2 separate regions of the Capra hircus genome follow, and region 1 is linked to region 2. A link is a contact called in public Hi-C data. All regions are on one chromosome and are shown on one strand. The core of a region is the stretch at or near the end of the contact, and the rest is flanking DNA. Distances in the headings are between cores, read along the strand shown.

Region 1 (5,480 bases), core at 7-2,506, 290 kb after region 2:
CGTGCTGGAAAGTACTGAGCATCAATAAGTAGTGATCAATAAGTCCAATCAATAAGCATCAATAAATTGAATCCCTCCAAACTTGGAAAAGGGACCCCAAGACAATCTTGAGATTTCAGTAGCCAGAGACCCAGACTACAGTAGCTGCTATGGTGACTCTCTAATTGTTTTTAGAAGAATCATTTGCTGTATTTTTAGCTCAGCTAATCAATTAGTATATTGTAGTGAAATGCTCACCTATTACACTCTTTGTATGCTAGATGTTATCATTTCATCTAGTTAAAATGTTTGCATATGTTTTTTTTAAAATGCCAAACAACTATGTAAATAATCTTCAGAATGTTTTTTAAATTAATTTTATTGGAGTATAGTTGTTTTACAATGCCGTGTTAGTTTCTGAGGTACAGCAAAGAGAATCACTTGCATGTATACATATACCCACTCTTTTTTAGATTCTGTTCCCATATAGGTCATCACAGAGTATGGAGTAGAGTTCCCTGCGCAATACAGTAGGTCCTTATTAGTTATCTCAAAATGTTTTATCTAAGCATTTTCTTACTCTTTTTCATATTGTTCCTTATATTTCCAGCAAAGAAATTTGTTTGACCTGTATACAAAGAGGTGTGTGTGTGTGTGTGTGTGTGTGTGTGTGTGTGTGTGCGCGTGTACATACATGCGTGCTCAGTCATGTCTGACTCTTTGAAATGTCAAGGACTGTAGCCTGCCAGGCTCCACTGTCCATGGAATTTTCCAGGCAAGGATACTGGAGTGGGTAGCCATTTCCTCCTCCAGGGGACTTTCTCAACCCAAGAATGGAACCAGCGTCTCCTGCATTGGCAGGCGGATTCTTTACCACTGAACCACCTGGGAAGCCTGTGTAAGAAGATATATAGAAAAAATTTCAAATTAAAAAAATATTTCTAAGGCTTTAATGAGTCTTATCAAATATATCTGTGTATGCTTGTTTTGGCAACACAGATACAAACACTGGGACAATACAGAGGCCTGGCCCCTGTACAAGGATGACACCCAAATGTATGAAGAATTCCGTATTAAAAAAAAATTGTGTAAAATAAAGTAGCTCAAGATCACTGTTTCTGATCATGTAGACAGCCCGCCCTCTAGTGTTTCTTTCAAAACCCTACCACATTCTAAACCATACTCTTAATCTCACAATGTTAGGTTAATAGGATTAAGAGCTGTGTCATCAAATTAATAGAACAAGGTTAAATCCCTGACACAGACAAACATTAAATCAGAGGAAAGTGAAGGTCCTTGCAGAAGCTGGTGGCAACCTCACTGGGGAGAGCCTGCAAAATTAGTGGTAAATATGTTAAAATTTTATTTGGTAAATAGGGTCTTGATCCCTGGGAGAAGGGAATGGCTCCTGACTCCAGTATTCCTGCCTGGAGAATCCTTTGGGCAGAGGAACCTGGTGGGCTACAGTCCACGGGGTCACAAAGCGTTGTACACAAATGAGCGACCAACACTAAACTGAAAGGGTCTTAACAAAAAGAGAAGAATTAGCTGAAATGATAATTCTAGATGTAAAATATGATAGCTTTGTAACTACTAGTATTTTAAAAAGACATTCCAAATGTAGATTAAATAATATAGGGTTGGTTTTTTATTCCAAAATAACAAATATATATAAAAAATATAAATATCCTTTTTGGGGGGAGTTAAGATAATCTAGAGATATAACTGTGAAAGCATATGTTTTTTATTGGGAATGTTTACAACTAATTATATAAAAGGAAATTTATTATCTGAGAAGAAAAAAACTTGTGTGTGATTCATTTATCTGATGGCTTTTATAAGATATATGAGAAAAATCTTGCTTTCATTAAAAAAATAAGAAGTTAAACATCTAGTTTAAAAATTACTTATGGCCTCAGAATTCTGGAGAAAAAACAATCCCCTCTGACATAGCTAATTCTGTGTTTGGGGTTGTTTACTGTTGACAAGGAAATAAAATGAAGTTTGGATTCTATGGGGCTGGGATCCATACTTTTGGTTGCCGTAAATTTCAAATGCTTCAGATGAAGACCTTATTTAACTGCCATGAAGAATGCAAACAAAAGAGGGATTTGGGTTGTCTTTTCAAAGAATTTATTTAGATTTCAAGCTTCCTATGTCCCAACCATATCAACATACATTGTCTAAAGTCATAAAGAAAAATCGACAGAAAAATGCTTTGGCTCACCAAGTGTTTTCAACTGATGCCAACAGAAACTACACCGAAGGCATCTGACACAGGTTTATCCTTCCTTCACAGTCACGGCGGAAAGATGAAGCTGCCACTCTTGCTGCTTATCCTGTATCTGCTGCGGCTGAAAGACTGTCTCTGTGCGCCTACTGGGAAGGACCGAATTTCTACCCATGAAGACCCGAAGGGTAATGTCTGGTCTCTTTCTCTGCACGGTGTCCCATCTGCCTGTTTCCATGTCCTCCTGGCACTTACTGTGATTTACAGTTGAGAGATAACCGCATTCAGAACGCCCTCTAGTCTCACAGGGAGACGTTCTCCAGGCTCTTAAGCCAAGTAGACAAGATGCCAAACATCTGGATTAAAAATAGAAAATTCCAATTGTGTCTCTGAGAATGCTTCACAGTTCCAGATGTTCACCATTGCAGAGATAAAACTTGCCAGCGTCTTAGGCTGCACGGCTTGGGTTCATCCAGATGTTTGGTGTCCTCTGAGCATGGTTTTAACGAACAGTGAAATTCTTTGCTAGCATTTGAAACATTTAAACAATTAAAGTCATCCATGCAATTATTCGTGGGACTGTGAAAGGATGGGTTAGAGTGACATCGAATCTGGTTGGTTTGTGCTCATACTTGGAGCCTTTGTTTGATGAGATACGCTTTGGGTGCCTATCTTAGAAATATAAATTAGTTTAAATGTTCCTTTTGTGGATCTGTAAATAAATTTGGAGGCCAGGTTAAGCTCCTTTGGCGGCCACATTGGCTATTGTGAAGAGTATGACAAACGATGAATTTCATACTCACTAAAGGCTTACTAAAGGGGTGTTAGAGACATCCCGGAGGTTATTAAAGAATCTTGCATTATACCAGATACTTTCTAGGTTTGATGCCTTCTGGGAAGGTAATTGAAACTGAAAGAAAGGGAAATTGTTCTCTCTGTTTGAGGTTCCCAGTTGGGTATTTAATATAAATTGTCTGTGAAGAAAATTCAATGTTTTCTTCTAATATAAAGGAAAAAAAAAAGGAAGGAAAAAAACTGGATAGATGAAAACAGGCTCTGAGGAGAATGATAAGATGGGGTTAAATGAACTCTGACTTGGCTGGAAGCTCAGAAGTGAAGAACAGAAGGTATTTCCCTGGGGGGGGGGGGGCGGGGGCGGGTAGCCCCCTCCATGTGGTAGCTGATAGCCCAAGCATGGTGATCTGCTTTTGGAGTCTGATGCAATTAAAAAAACAATTAAGCCTCTACTGGGGGGACACGAAAAACTGGTAAACTCGTTGTATTCTTTCTATTATTATTATTATAAAACTTTAAACTTTTTATTTTGTATTGGGGTATAACTGACTAACAATGCTGTGGAATTTTCAGATGAACAGCAAATGGACTCAGCCATGTATATACATGCATCTATTCTCCCCCAAACCACCCACCCATCCAGGCTGTCACCTAACATTGAGCAGAGTTCCATGTGCTGTACAGTAGGTCTTTGTTGGTTATCCACTTTAAATATAGCAGTGTGTACCTGACCTTCCCAAACTCCCTAACTGTCCCTTCTGCTGGCAACCATGAGTTCGTTTTCTAAGTCTGTGAGTCTCTTTCTGTTTTATAAGTTCACTTGTATCATTTCTCTTTGGACTCCACATGTAAGGGATGTCCACGTGATATTTTTCCTCTATCTGACTTACTTCACTCAGTATGACACTCTCTAGGTCCATCCATATAGCTGCAAATGGCGTTTCATTCTTTTTAATGGCTGGAACTCATTGCATTCTGATCTACTATAATCTGATCAGATCTTAAAGGAAAAAACTACAACATAATAATCTTTTAGGTTTTTCCAAGGCTGGGGAGATAGAAGTAGATGAAGAGGTGAAGAAGGCTTTGATTGGCATGAAGCAGATGAAAATCCTGATGGAAAGAAGAGAGGAGGAACATAGCAAACTAATGAGAACCCTGAAGAAATGCAGAGAAGAAAAGCAGGTACAGTCATTGAAAATCATACCTGTCCTGGGACATCCGATGGTAAAGATGCCTCACTTCCAATGCTGGGGCCACGGGTTTGATCCCTGGGCAGGAAACTAAGATACCGCATGCTGAACAGTGCAGCCTAAAAAAAACACCAAAAACTGTATAACTGTTCAGAAATATGTCTGGACCATAAATAGTGCACATCTGAATGCAGTGGAGAAATTATTTATTTACCCTAATCATAGTTTTTCTGGAAATATTATTTATTTACCCTAATCATAGTTTTTCTGGAAATCCACCCTATTGGAGGAAGACTTTGAAGGAAATTTCAAATTTCTTCAAAGAACATATTTCTTGTAGATTAAGCCTTTGAAAGACTCCTAACTCAGGTGTTTGGAGGATTCAATGCTATTTGGGAAATGCTACTTTTTAAAAACTACTTAATGGTGCCTTTTGAGTTGGAATGTCAAGTCAAAAATGTTTGGAAGTTTTTGGCCAGATCAGTGGCCTACAAAAATTTTTTTCTTTCCCATCCTTATTACTGTAATTATTGTTACCATCCACTCCTGAATATATGCATTTTCATCTATTTATAAATTAGATACATGAGTTGCTACCAAGTCCATATTTCAAATAATCTTTTACATATTTTGAAAAGATTTTAGCTTATTGCCAAATCTGTTTAGATCATCATTTTTACTGACACAAGGCCAACAAAGAGCTCATAATGAAAAAGTGTTAGCCCTGCTATTATTTCTTATCTACCTGAGCAGGAGTTAATCATATTTTTTAATCTGCTGGCTATTTTTTTTATCTCTTAAAGTCTTCTGCCCTTTTAGTGAGGGCTATTTAAAGTAGTTAAAAACCATCATTTACCCGTGCTCAATCATTGGGTCACATTGCCAGGCTCTTCTGTCCATGGAATTTTCCAGGCAAGAATACTGGAATGGGTTGCCATTTTCTACTCCGGGGGATCTTCCAGACCCAGGGATCGAACCCACATCTCTTGTAGCATCTCTTGTACTGGCAGGCAGATTCTTTACCTTTAGTGCCACCCGGGAAGCCCTCATTTACCTGAGTCCTCTTAAATGGCAATTCACTGCAACTGGCTGCAAGTGAACAGAGGCAACCAGTGCCGATGCTTCTGGAATGTACAGAGTCCCTCTTCCCCAGGGTCCTCACGCACAGCTGGCCACATGCAATGCCTGACACGAGCACCAGTGCCTGTGAAGTAGTATATCAGCCTCGTCAATTTAATTCACGTATCTTTACTTAATAGTTTCTGTCTAAACTATATACCTTA
Region 2 (5,251 bases), core at 1,231-3,730:
CCAAATTTGCTGGCATATTGAGTGCAGCACTTTCACAGCATCATCTTTCAGGATTTGAAATAGCTCAACTGGAATTCCATCACCTCTGCTAGCTTTGTGCATAATGATTCTTCCTAAGGCCTACTTGACTTCTCATTCCAGGATGTCTGGCTCTAGGTGAGTGATCACACCATCATGATTATCTAGGTCATGAAGATCTTTTTTGTACAATTCTGTATATTCTTGCCACCGCTTCTTAATATCTTCTGCTTCTTTTAGGTCCATACTGCTTCTGTCCTTTATCGTGCCCATTTTTGCATGAAATGTTTCCTTGGTATCTCTAATTTTCTTGAAGAGATCTCTTTCCCATTCTATTCTTTTCCTCTGTTTCTTTGCACTGATCACTGAGGAAGGTTTTTTTTATCTCTCCTCTTTTTTTATCTCTTTGGAACTCTGTATTCAGATAGGTATATCTTTTCTTTTCTCCTTTGCCTATCACTTCTCTTCTTTTCTCAGCTATTTGTAAGGCCTCCTTAGACAACCGTTTTGCCTTTTTGTATTTCTTTTCCTTGGGTATGGTTTTGATCACCACTTCATGTACAATGTCACGAACCTCCGTCCATAGTCACTCTGCTGATCAGATCTAATCCCCTGAATCTATGTCACTTGTACGGTAAGGGTTTTGATTTAGTCATCCTAAAGGGCCTAGTGGTTTTCCCTACTTTCTTCAGTTTAAGTCTGTGTTTTGCAATAAGGAGTTAATGATCTGAGCCACTGTCAGCTCTTGGTTTTGTTTTTACTGACTGTTTATAGCTTCTCCATCTGTGACTGCAAAGAATATAATCAATCTGGTTTCAGTATTGGCCATCTCATGATGTCCATGTATCCAGTCATCGCTTGTTTTGTTGGAAGAGGGTGTTTTCTATGACCAGTGGACTCTTGGCAAAACTCTCTTATCTATGATAACACAAATTATCTTAAATTCCTTTGGAATGATACCCTCTTTGAAGTAACTGGTTCTTACCACAAGAGGTCAGCATTTGCACGGAAATATCTCCTCTAAAAGGGAAGAGACAGAAGAGAAATTTTTGTATTTAGATTTATTTCTATCTGAAGTGCATTCTGGTACTGATCTTTAACTTCTTTGGTCAATGCAAATTGTAAGTCAGTTATTACTACAGAAAAAATGGTACGTATGTACGTTTTATGCTGTGTTAGAACACTTCCTTTTCCTTAATTTTGAGCAACTTGACAGCTCCATCCAGGCTGCAGGAGTCAGGAAGACTCAGCTGGACTTTGTTGGTGTTTTTTCTCTTAAGGAGTTCCTCTAATAGCTGTGTATGTCAATTTCAAAAAGAAATGAAAAAGACCTACATCAAGGGGAATTACTAAGTCATGACTATTTCATGAGGTTTTGTGACCTTCACTGTAGCATGTGCTATTTTTATTCATAACTCTTGGAGGAAAATGAAGCACTTTGCCCTTGGGGCTAGGCTGGTTCTGGTTAGACTTTCCACTACAATCTTTCTTTGCCCAACTCTGGCTTCCTTCCTCCCACTTTGTAAATGGAAAGTAGGGAAGAGTTTCCTGTTTTGAAGTTAGCACCGGACCCACACTAAATCCTCAGCAGTTGATGGCAGTGAAGCGGAGACTGGGAGTCGAAGATAGTATTTGTATTCAAACATGTCCCACAGTGATTAGCACACTGCCTTTTACTTGAGTGTCTGCCTTAATGAAAACAGAAATCTGATCAGTCCAGTCCTTCAGTGGCTCCAAATAGCTTTCAAGACCTCATTGGATTAAGCGCCACATTCAAAACTATTCATAGTATGTCCATGCCCAACCCATCAGCTTCATATATTGATATATTCATATTTGGGCTTCCCTGGTGGCTCAGTGGTCAGAATCTGCCTGCCAACCCAGGAGATGCATGTTCAATCCTGGGTCAGGAAGATTCCCTGGAGGAAGAAATGGCTACCCACTCCTGTATTTTTGCCTAGAGAATCCCGTGGACAGAGGAACCTGGTGGGCTACAGTCCATGGGGTTGCAAAGAGTCAGACACCACTGAGAGACTGAGCACACACATATTTATGTTCATAATAAGTTACCATATGCTAAGCATACATTGGTTTCTTTTGCCGTCATTTTTTTATGCTTTATGTACATGAGCTCATTGATTCCTTATTTTTTAAGAAATCTACACAAATGAGAAAACCAAGACTCAGAGAATTTCAAGAATTCTTTACAGGAGTAGAATTTGAGTTTGAGTGTATTTGACTCCAGAGGCATAATTATACGTTGTTTTTCTTTTGTTTTGCCTCACCTTCTAACCACATACTTTGCAGCCAGACTAAGCTACTCTCAGTTCCTTTTGTGTCTAATAACTTGCATACATTTTTGCCTCTTCCGGGATGCCTCTCTCTCCTGCTCTAACTGATCTGACCCTTCTTGTGTTGGATTCAGTGATTAGTCATCACTACTGTGGCTGACCCTTCCTGATGTGTCTGACTGTATTCATGGCCCCCACTCTGAGTCACCGAGTAGTTTTTCTCAACGTGTATGTGTGAGAGGATTTGGGAGGTGACTGCTAATGAATGTCATGCCGCAAGAACCATTGCTCTGGTCCTGCAGAAAAGAATGTGTGGAAATCCATTTTTAGCCTGAACCCCAACAATGAAGTGTGTTCAAAATAGGGAATAAAATAAGCCCATCTCCTTTGACCCTGGGATATAATCACTAGGAGAGTACTGACTGAGCAGTAACTGAGGTTTCAAGAGGGAGCGCCCCAGATGGAGCTGCAGGACTAAGAGAGTAGAAAAATATTACCCGGGTGAACAAATAAAATGGGCGGCTGTATTGAAGGTTAGATCTGAAATGAACTCTGAGCCTTTGCAAATATAGGAACCAAAAAGGCTTTCAAAGTGAAGGAAAACAACTCCCGCCTGAACTGTAGGAAGGACTTGGGTGCTCAGAATGGGCAAACCAGGAGAAGCAATGCTCCTTCCTTAAAATCCTTTCCATCAGGTAGCTTACTGCTATTCTGAGCCTGCTATGTGGAAACCTCAAGGGATTGTATCTCCAACATTCCTTTTCTTTCATCTTCATTTCTTTCTCAAAAACAGGGAGCTAGACTTTCACATACATTTGTAATATGAGCATTGCCTTTCCTATTTTGCAGGGGCTTCTTCCTCTTTTTTTTTTTTTTATTATTGCATCTTGATCAGTATTCTAGCTGATGAGACTCTGGAAATGTCCAGGCAAATTATGATTCCATTTTCTTAAAAGGGAGGAATTCTTTAAAGACATGACCTTGTTAGTTTTGCATTTCAAGTAATTCCTTTCACTCAATTTGAAAATATTATGAGACAGGGAAGGGAATTTGTATTTACTGGGGATATGCTAAGTGTTAGACAAGTCTGTCACATGCATTATCTCAATTCCCAGCACAGTGACTGTGATGTGTTAGTTTTGTGCCCATTTCACAGAGGGGGAGGTAGGGACCAGCAAAGACTGAATAAACTGGTGGTTAAGTGGGGAGGCTGCGATGTGAATAGCATCAAGCCTGATTCTGCTACAAGATTTCCCAAATTTAAATGAATAAACCCCTTTTTAAAAAAGGATAACATTTCCACAGATCCCTTGTGATGATTAAAATTATTTCATGTCTCTTAAGTGAACAAACATAAAACTAAATATAAACATCTCATGTATATGACGTTTATGTAACTACAGGACTAAAAGCAAATATATGAATTAAATAGCAGCAAAACTTCCAAATGACATTAATAAGAGACAACTGAGATCAGAGTAATAATAACTATAAACGTACTGAGAGCTTACATGTGCACCTTTGTAAGTTATTTACACCTTGTCTTATTTGATCCTCAAAGTTTTGTGTACTTTTACAGATGAGGACTCTGGCTCAGACTTACTGAAAGTTATTGTTACTCTAATCTCAGCACCAACCAGTCCATTCTGAAGGAGATCAGCCCTGGGTGTTCTTTGGAAGGAATGATGCTAAAGCTGAAACTCCAGCACTTTGGCCACCTCATGCGAAGAGTTGACTCATTGGAAAAGACTCTGATGTTGGGAGGGATTGGGGGCAGGAGGAGAAGGGGACGACAGAGGATGAGATGGCTGGATGGCATCACTGACTCAATGGATGTGAGTCTGAGTGAACTCCAGGAGTTGGTGATGGACAGGGAGGCCTGGCATGCTGCCATTCATGGGGTTGCAAAGAGTCGGACACAACTGAGTGACTGAACTGAACTGACTGAATCTCAGCAGTCACTCAGACACCCCTTGTTTCACTAATGTTTGCTTGCTACTAACCCTACAATGTTTTTGATGGGTTTTAAGACTTCCCCGGTAGCTCAGATGGTAAAGTGTCTGTCTACAATGCGGGAGACCTGGGTTCGATCCCTGGGTCAGGAAGATCCCCTGGAGAAGGAAATGGCAACCCACTCCAGTATTCATGCCTGGAAAATCCCATGGACCGAGGAGCCTGGTGGGCTGTATAGTCCATGGGGTCGCAAAGAGTCAGACACGACTGAGCAACCTCACTTCACTTCACTTCAACCCTACAATGCACAGCAGAAGGCATTCCTGCAAAAATAGATAAAATGTTTACCTGCTTCCAAGCAGATGGTTAGCCATTCATCAAAAATATCCATTTTTTTCTTTGGGCAGACAGCTGCATACACTATATTTCTTCCACCCTTGCAAGCAAGCATACAATGCAGTGAGGTTCTAACCAATGGTTAGTGAGAAGTCAAACTAGAGTTTTAAGAAGCAGGGATTTTAAGTGCCCTCTTCATACTTGTTTCCCTTTTAGTGTCTCAATGCAGAAGAGGGCCCTAGGAAATGACACAGTCACATGTTTGCAGCCTGGGTTCCTAAATCGCCTTGTGGAAGAGAGCTGCCAAACAATATCTCCTTTATGCTGAATTATGGGAAAGAAAGAAACGTTTATGGTCCTTGAGCCATTATATATTTTTTTGAGGGGCTGTTTATGATAGCAGCTAGTGTTATCCAAATTAATATAACTCTAACCATGATGGAATGCATGGAAGGGGTAGATAGTTGCAATCAAATATGTTGCCTAGTTGGATTCGAACCTTCAGGAGGGAGAGGATGGGGAAGAAACTAGAAAAATGGGCTCCTTTTTAAAAAAAAATTTTTTTAATTAATTTATTTGGCTGCACTGGGTCTTCATTGCAGCCCATGGAATTTTTAATTGCAGCATAAAAATGCTTAGTTGTGGCATGTGGG

Evidence for each region. Hi-C and Micro-C count contacts between places; a contact is called where the count stands out from the background.
Region 1: a contact with region 2 is called in a Hi-C map of blood, with 5 times the contacts expected there. The contact joins the promoter of CLUL1 here to the enhancer-like site in region 2. A contact is called at or near these places in 2 of 5 Hi-C or Micro-C datasets (blood and liver).

The regions. Positions count from the first base shown.
Region 1 is chr24:35,852,747-35,858,226 of ARS1.2, forward strand. CLUL1 (clusterin-like protein 1) reads left to right here and starts at 1,257. Exons shown (of 8, transcript XM_005697062.2): 1 at 1,257-1,324; 2 at 2,279-2,397; 3 at 4,041-4,189. The coding sequence starts at 2,292.
Region 2 is chr24:35,557,326-35,562,576 of ARS1.2, forward strand. No RefSeq gene overlaps it. Among named protein-coding and RNA genes, the nearest start is that of THOC1, 9.2 kb to the left of the region's middle. Within about 2 kb of position 2,481, at least 1 of the 5 cell types and tissues checked has an H3K27ac peak or open chromatin away from gene starts, as enhancers often do.